Linked DNA regions of Mus musculus: region 2 is linked to region 1. The links are chromatin contacts, called in public HiChIP or PLAC-seq maps. All regions are on one chromosome and are shown on one strand. Each heading gives the region's core, a stretch centred on a gene start, on an enhancer-like site or on the middle of the called end of the contact. The rest is flanking DNA. Distances are from core to core; before and after follow the strand shown.

The links. HiChIP or PLAC-seq counts read pairs in DNA pulled down with a chosen protein or histone mark.
Region 2: a contact with region 1 is called in an H3K27ac HiChIP or PLAC-seq map of epiblast stem cells. The contact joins the promoter of Rab10os here to the enhancer-like site in region 1. A contact is called at or near these places in 4 of 115 datasets of contacts at active chromatin or transcription factors (bone marrow-derived macrophages, embryonic stem cells, epiblast stem cells and 1 more) and 1 of 9 other capture datasets (embryonic stem cells).

Annotation. Positions count from the first base shown.
Region 1 is chr12:3,125,658-3,130,079 of GRCm38.p6, reverse strand. No RefSeq gene overlaps it. Among named protein-coding and RNA genes, the nearest start is that of Rab10os, 110 kb to the left of the region's middle. Within about 2 kb of position 2,514, at least 7 of the 459 cell types and tissues checked have an H3K27ac peak or open chromatin away from gene starts, as enhancers often do. A contact at or near this core is called in embryonic stem cells and epiblast stem cells, where this site is marked.
Region 2 is chr12:3,234,186-3,238,533 of GRCm38.p6, reverse strand. Rab10os (RAB10, member RAS oncogene family, opposite strand) reads right to left here and starts at 2,743. Exons shown (of 7, transcript NR_015551.1): 1 at 2,605-2,743; 2 at 1,122-1,249; 3 at 874-943; 4 at 422-505.

The DNA.
Region 1 (4,422 bases), core at 1,265-3,764:
AGGACCTCTATGATATTCATAAAAGTTATTTTAAAGTATTTGTTTTGTGCTTCAGCCATGTTCCAGTACTTACTTTGTTAGGGTTGATTGTCTGTAGTGAAGACGTATTGTCCTGGTTGTTACTGGCTGTGTTTTTATGCTGCCATCTAGGCATCTGTGTTTGGGAAGGCTGTAATTCTAGACCAGTGGTTCTCAACCTGTCATCATGACCCATTTTGGGTCTTTTTTCACAAGGATCATATATTAGATATCCTGCATATCAGATGCTTACATTATAATTCATAAGTTTCTAAATTGTGGCTGTGAAGTAGCAATGAAATAATTTCATGGTTGGAAAGGTTACCACATCCTGAGGAACTATAACAAAGGTGCAGCATTAGGAAGGTTGAGAACCACTGATCTAGATCCTGATATCTGGTGTTGTCTTTGTTGGGTGGGTGCTTTGTTCATTGGTTTCTGTTGCCCTTTCTGTTCTTAGGAGAGTGTGGTAGCTATAAGTTGCCTGATAACAATTTCTTCTAGGATCTGGGTAAGTATGGTTACTGGGGGTTCTGGGTAAAATGTGTTTCCAGGTATTGGGATGGTCTGGGAGTTCTGCAGAGGTCTACAGTAAGAGGAATGCAGAGAATTCCACTTGGGCCTGCTTAGTTTCCTAGGGATGGGGAAAGAGAATGAGGAGAGGCCCCAAGAGGTAGTCCACTACAGAGCTAGGAATAGACTGGGGAACTTGATAGAAAGGAAAGGAGGGAGAGTGGAGATCTAAAGGTCTTTTATCTTCTTCTCTGCTCTACTTGTTTCTCTGGCAGCTTTGGCTGTCAAGTTCATGGAGAATGCCTGCAAGAGTTGGAGGGTGACATGATGGGAGTGGAGAGGGCAGTTGGAGAAGATCTGAGTTTTTTTTGCTAGAGATGGGGACAGAGAAGGGGGAGGCAAGTTGTCTCCTACAGAGATAGGGATAAGAATTTGTGACTGGATTTGGAGTAGAAGTAGTCTGACAAGTGAAGAGAAGCTTCATGCTTCTCTGGTCAGAGGGGGCTGGCAATTCCCAGGGAATGCCTGCCTGCTGGAGTTGGAGGCTGGGATACATCAGTGAGTGGGGGTTAGAAAGTGTAGAGGGCAAGGTCTGTGTGATCCACTAGAGATAGGGATGGAGGGGAGAGGCTGCTGTGGTGGTCAAGCAGTCCTAATTTCAGGTGACCTTTTGGTCAGTTCATGACTACACACAAGCTCCCTGAAGGAGTCAGGGCTCAAATTCAGCAAAATTTCATGGGCTGACTCAGTTAGTCCATAAAAATGGATATCTTGGATAGATGGAAACAGGCAATATTTAAGAATTTTCTTTTAACAGCTTCTCTTCTTCAGTAACTAAAACAAGATGCTTCACATTTATTCTACTAATAAGCTAAAATACACCAAACAATATAATTACTAAAAAGTTGCAGAATTATCCTTTAATAGTTGTTTTGCATGAAACTACCATGTCACCTGAAATAAAATATGTTGGAAAAAATCTTTAAAACTTTGAAATGGCTACTAAGTCTTGTGCAATTTGTAGTTTATTCTCCAAATCTCATGCTGGTTTAGATGTCAGAAGTCATAAATGCTAACAGCCCCCATTCCTGTGGTGACAAGGAGGAACTGTGGAAGGTACACTTGTAAGAATGTCTCAACCCCACTGAGTCCCTACTCATTTTAGTAATAGGATACTAAGGCTTAGAGAAGTTAAGAGGAGGGCTCAATGTCATCTGCCAGTTGGGAATAGCCAGAACTTGAACTTCCAGTTCTGAGCTTTCTGGAGTAGACCAAGTGGTGGCACACAGGTCTCTATGAAGGATGGTGCTGGAGGTTCAGATTTCCCTCTTCAATGAATGTGGCTTTGCCACAGACCCTTTTTGGTCTCTGTCTGTGTAGAGCGGGTCTCTAGTTGCAGGTGGACAGGAGTCAGCGAATGACAAATAGAAGTGACACAAGAGATTGTGTAGAATCTGAGTGTATTTTCACAAAGTATAAACTAGTCTTGTATAATACAGAAAACAAAGGGTTAGGTTGTCATGGCAGGCAAAGTACATTGAAGTTACCTGACACAAAACAAAGGAATGACTTCAAAAGGACTTACAGGAACCAGGTAATATTTACAGTAAAGATAAAACAGCCCTGTCTAGGGTCAGCTAATGACAGGTAAGGATTTCACACCCAAGTCACAATTTGTGCTACTCCTTTGAGCCTTGTGAAGGCTAGCACCAGGGGGTTCTGCTCTAGCAGACCTTCTCATGAATAATGCAATACCACAACCCCCCTATTTCCTAGGCCTTGATAAATTCTTATATGAGTGTAACTTGGCTGTTCTTTAAAGTATTTGTGGGGAATTTCCTTTTGTCAGAAGAATTCACCAATTTGCTTCTAATATACAATATATAGCCTGCTATACCTGGCTGTAGTGAAGATTCCTGTCTCACTGGGATTTCCTAACTCTTAAGTGGTAAACCCACCTATTAGCTAGGCCATTGTGTATTCCCTTGTTTGGGTAAGTCTGGCTACTGTCCTAGGTAATCACTCTCCAGACTAGTCCTGAGCTATTCTAGCTCTGTTCTTTGTAATGCTTAATTAGTTTCACTGTCTATTAGAAGTAAATTTGAATGTTACTGAATAGGTAACATTCTTACTGAATTCCTACTGAATTCCAAGTTTGTAGGCTTCAAGGATTTTGAGACGTTGGAACACTGGCAAAGGCTTAGCTATGTCAGAATTCAATCTTTAAAGGCACTTATAATAAAATAATACTAAAAGAGAGCACGTGCATCCATACACCAGACTAACACGGGGATAGGGTATGAGTATATGGGTTATGAGAATGCCAAGGTTCCGTTTTGAGTTTCCTTGAAACTCTGCCTCGTGAGTGCTTCCAGGCCTCTCGGCCTGCCAAGCAGACTTCACTGGAGTGTGCGTAGGTGTATAGCATTCTCTCCCTTTCATTTTTATTTTTCAGCCTAAGTTCCAGAATGTCCCGCTTCGTCGTAGCTACAGATCTCAAAAGTACTCTAAAGATGAGTGTAAACACAATGATTACTAATAAAATAATGGCAATAATAATAGCAAGTAGGATTATATATTGAACCCAATCTAGGGGATTCAATGCACTTAGGTTATTTTTTAAATCTCTGGCCAATTTATCAATGTTCAAAGTGTCCAAGTGACTTTTGCTAATATCTGAAATTTCTGTTTTTCTAGCTTTAATATTTGCTATATTCTGTCCTATTGCTAAGACTACTACTTCTAAGACATTAACCTTTGCCTCCAATTTTTTATCTATAATATGTTGCTCTGACAAAGCTATGGAAATATTCCTATGCTTATCATTAACAAAATGAGCAGTATGCAGCTGCTGAACTAAGGCTGTGGTAGATACCTTTTCAAAGTTTGCATTCCCAGATTTTTAAACCAAGGATCATTTCTTAACTCTAATAGGCAGCAAAACATAAGCAGGTCTCTTTAACAAAATCATAACAGCAGGTTCCTTATCTAAATTAGGATTTACACAATTAGTTAATTGACAAGAATTACAGTGAATATGAAAAGACTCGCCAAGATTGGTGATCTTAACTCTTAAAATTATCTAACAATATAGCCTTCAGGTAAGGTACACAAGCTTTTACAGCTATAGGGGAGTTGGTCTGAATGGCCAAAAACAGTGTCTCTGACAAAATCTTGTCCAATACTCTGTAGCAGTCCCTCTGCCTCATGAGTCATCATTTTTAGTTGTCCCCAAGTTGACACCAGGTCGGCTCTCCTTACTGTAGCCCATGCCGGAGATAAGAAGTTTCTTCATCTTGTTTGCAAGTGGCTGCTCTCCCTGATTCCTCTTTCTCTGTGTGCTCAATACAGCTTTCTTGTCAACACTGTCAGGGCACTCAGGAACTCACAGGTCAGCCTGTCACAGGAATCATTTTGGAAGCTAGCATGCTTCTGCAGCATTCTGTGGAAAAAAACACCCCCTCTCTTCCCCATATTAACTTTTTGTTCAGGCTCATGCCATGTGCCAATAAGTGGATCCTTTTCATAACTAGAAAGCCTGAAAAGGTATTAAATAGTCACATGTGCATATTTTATTTATTTATTAATCAGAAATAAGAGTAGCAATTGATTAAGTATAAGCCCTCAAGAATTAACACCATTATGTGGAAACAGGTAGAAACTGAGGACACTGAGAACAAACTTTTACAATTTGACATGCATATTTTCTAAAAATACCAAAATATTATCTTAAGCCATTACTATTTTAATGATGTAAAGAAATTAGATTATATGGCCAATTATTTTTGTATAAGGCCTATAATCTGCCTGGGATATAAGTCTAGCATGGCATTGCCTTAAGAGGTCTTGTCCAGGCAATCTATAACAAATTCTTAAATGTCCAAAAACAGT
Region 2 (4,348 bases), core at 1,494-3,993, 110 kb before region 1:
GAAAGCATGACGCCATGCAAATCCACCCAGAGCATCACTGTGTTATCATTCAGGTTTATGCAAATTTATGCAAATTCACAGAGGAAGCCACCAAAGTCACCTCAGCTCATGCAAACCTACTTCAAAGAAGCTGATGTATGCAAATTCATGCAAAACCCACAAAAAACGCATGCAGAGCACAACTATGACATCATTTTGGTTTATGCTAATTTGCCCAAGACGTCACACACAAATCTATGCAAATTTGTCCTGAGAGAACTGGTGTTAACTTATACAAATTTATTCAAATGAGCCCAAAATATGCAAAATCATGCAAATGTATGCAGCCCCCATCCCCTCAATCTATTATCCCAGAACCACTTGGTAGAGTCTCAGACAGGGCGTGGGCAGTGTCATGTGCAGGCAGGGGGCAGGGCCTCACCATCCTTCGCTGGTGTGCTGTTGTCCAAGTAGTCGTGGATCAGCTCCTCCTACAGTAGAGAGAAAGTCACTTCCTGGGCAGGGCCTGCGGGGAAAGGGGGCAGGGTCAGGCGATGGGGTGGGGCCTTGGGGGTCAGGGGCAGGGCCTGGGTGACTCATTTGGCCTAAACTTCCTGGGGTGGGGGTGGTACTTCCTGTCAGGGCCTCAGACAGGAAGTCCCACCTCATACAGGAAGTTCCACCCCCACACACTGATGATGTCATCTAACCCCATCCCCAACATAAAAGACCCACCTCCAGGTTATGACCCTGCAGAAAGTAAGTTATGGCATAGACAGGAAGCTCCCTCCCCAATGACGTCACCCCAGGCCCCGCCCCACAAAGTAACGCTCCCCCCCGCCCCCCCCACTGCCAACATTGACCCTGTGAACCTGCCCACAACACTCTGCTCACCTCCGTGGATGCCCCAGGTGAAGATGGCTACCCTCATGATGACGCTGTGCTGCTCTGCTTCCTGCTCAGCCTGGGGGATGGGACGGGGTCACAGGGGTCAGGGTTCATCCAGGCCATGCCCACCAAACCACCATGCCCATCACTTCTTGACTATGCCCACCACTTCCAGTCCCACTTTTCACTTCCTGTTTTCTCCTATGATGTCACTTTCTGTTCTGCCTGCTCCGTCCCCAGAAGGCCCCACTCACCTGTACAGCACCCCCCATGGCGTCCTCCTGGTCCTTTGACTTCTCCAGGATCAGCCCCTCCAAGGCCTGTGGGTCAGTGGTGGGGTCATCACAAGGGGTGGAGTCAGGGGCGGGGTCAGTGAGGTCACCTGAATAGATTTGCACAAATTTGCATGACAGGAAGTAAGCAGGCAGGGCCTGAGGTGATGGGCGGGACAGGAAGTGGAGGGCATGGCCAGGCACAGTGGGCTTGGCTGGAAGTGTGCAATGGCGTTGGGAAGTGGGCGGGGATAAGATGAAAAGGGTCGAGGCCTGCAATGGGTGTGGAAGGGGCAGGGCCACACACCACCACAGGGTCAAGGTCTCTGGGTCTTCCTGGGGGAGGGACGGGTGGAGCTGGAAGTGACATCATACCAGACTTCCTGGCAGCCCCTCACAGAAGCCCCACCCACAAGTCAGAAATCCTGAAAATGACATCACTTCCAGTGGGCCTGGCCCCACCCACCATCCTGATGTCTTGCCCATAAAGCTCCCAAAAAGCAGGAAGTGACATCACTTGTGGTTGGTGTGGTGACCTCATTTCCCCGCTCCATCATCCCCAGAACCCACCCTCTTCTCCCAAACTCAGAACTGCAATCATGATGCCACTTACAGTGGGTATGGCCACCAACAGACCACGCCCATCTTCCTAAAAAGATGAAAGTAGCTACCCTGAGGCCCCTTCCCACTGACCTTTGTGCCCCCCCCCCCTCGCGGCAAAGTACTGGAGGCAGGGCCAGGTGGCCTTGCTCAGCATCTCGGGGAAGGCAGGATGGACGACCATGAAGGCCAGGCCCTGGGGTGGGGGGAAGGGGTGAATGGGTGGGGTCAGACACGCGTCAAGGCCCTGCCCACAATGACTCAATCACTCTTGGGCACACCCCCAGCCAGGACGTCAAGAGAATATATACAATATATACAAATGCGGGGGGGGGGGTGTCACAGGGTGATGACATCATCTGGACACGTGTCAATGGCAAGGAGGGAAACTGTGACATCATCTGAACTCAGGAAAAGCCATAACGTCATGCAGTTTTATGCAAATGCATGCAAATTTACATGACAAATACACGCAGAGTAAAGCCATAACATCGTTTATGTTTATGGAAATTTACTCAGGGGAGCTGTCATTATGCAAATTTATGCAAATTTTCATCATGCGAAACTGATGTCACATGAGCGTATGCAAATTCCCAACGTACACGATATGCTAATTTATACAGGTCAGGGGAGGTTATATAAACCTGGGTAGAACAAAACCAAGCAGCCATTCAAATTCACTCAAATTCATGCAAACGAGCAGCAATGAAACTTAGACCCCATGCAAATCTATGTCTCTTGCAGGAGCTTAGTTAAGACCCCGCCCCAGGCCCCTGTCACTCACGCTCAGCCACTCCCAGCCCTCGCTCAGGCTCCGTCCCTGGCCTGTCTGTCAGTGCCTCTTGGGAAAAAACAGGTCACTCACCTGAAGCTACGTCCACATGCCACTCCGCTAGTCGCTGTCAATCCCGTGGGGACCAAGTGTCACTCACGTGAAACCCCGCCGACATGTCTCGCACAGCGAACCCCAGGATCTCCTTCCGCCGCGAGGAGGCGCTCGCCAGGACGACGCGGTGCCAGCGCAGGCACGTGCGGGGTGATGTCACAGCGACATCTGGGCGGGGAGTGATGACGTCGAACGGGTCGCCTGTGGTTCTGCGGTTCGCCGAAAGGTCAGGAGCTGAACCGGTGACGTCGCTGGAGTCGCCGGGGATTGGGGCGGGGGGGGGGTAACGGTGGTTGCGGCGGGGAAACCGGAAATCGGTCGCGCTGCTCCGAAAGGGAAAACCGGGTTCGGCGAAGAGAGGAACTGCACATCCGCTGTTTGCTTGTCCGCTTCTGATCAGCGGAACCCGGAACTGGAAGTCTTCAATGTCACGCTGCCGCTCCGAGTTCTCGTGAGATTTACAATGCGGTAGAAGGACTCACTTCCTGTTGGAACGGAGGAACTTCCTGTCTGGAAGTTAGGGTTCAAGCATGCTGGGAGTTGCAGTTATTTCCTGCTTTAGGCATGACTTCCTGTTTGCCATAGGAAGTGACGCCACAGTAGCCCCGAGTTTCACTGGGAGGCACGCTGGGAGGTGTAGTTCCTACCTGTACATCTCCGGGTCTAACCTCCCAGGAACGTACCGTATTAATACGCTGCCCTGTCACCGGGTCGAAGCGCCCGCATGCCCGGCCTCCCCTCACCGTGGCCGCTTCACCGCAGGCAAATCCATATCCTTTGACACCAACCGGAGCGGATGCAGTAACCATCTCACCTGTGATGCAGTGACCATCCCAAGGGAGATGTAATGACTCTTACCTGAGATGCAGTAACCATCTCACCTGAGATGCAGTGACGATCCCAACTGTGATGCAGTGACCATCCCACATGAGATGTAGTGAGCATGCCACTTGAGATGTATTGACAGTGATTATCCTACCTGAGATACAGTGACCATCCACCTGAGATGCAGTGACCATCTCACCTTTGATGCAGTGAACATTCTACCTGAGTGATTCTTACATGAGATGCAGTGTCCATGCCACCTGAGATGTTGTAACCATTCCACCTAGGATGCAGTGACTATGCCATCTGAAATGTAGTGACCATCCCAGGTGAGATGGGATGATAATCCCACCTGTGATGCAGTTGACTATCCCACCTGAGATGTAGTGACCATCCCACCTGAGATGAAGTGACCACTTGAGATGTGATCGTCTCTCCTGAGATGAAGTCACCATCTTACCTGAGATACAGTGAAAATCCCACATGGGATGCAATGACTATCCAACCTGAGATGTAGAGAGTCGTCTTAACAGAAATGCAGTGACCATCCACCTAAGATTCAGTGACTATCCCACGTGTGAAGTTGTGACCATCCCAAGTGAGATGGGATGACAATCCCACTAGTGATGCAGTGACTGTCCCACCTGAGATGCAGTGACCATGCCACCTGAGATGTTGTGACTATCTCACGTGAGATACTATGACAATCCCACCTGTGATGCAGTGACCACCCCACCTGAGATGTAGTATCCATCCCTCCTGAGATGCAGTGACCATCTTACCTGAGATGCAGTGAACATCCCACATGGGATGCAGTGACCACCCCATCTGAGAGATGTAGTGAGTCTTACCAGAGAATCAGTGACCATCCCACTTGAGATGTTTTGACCATCCCACT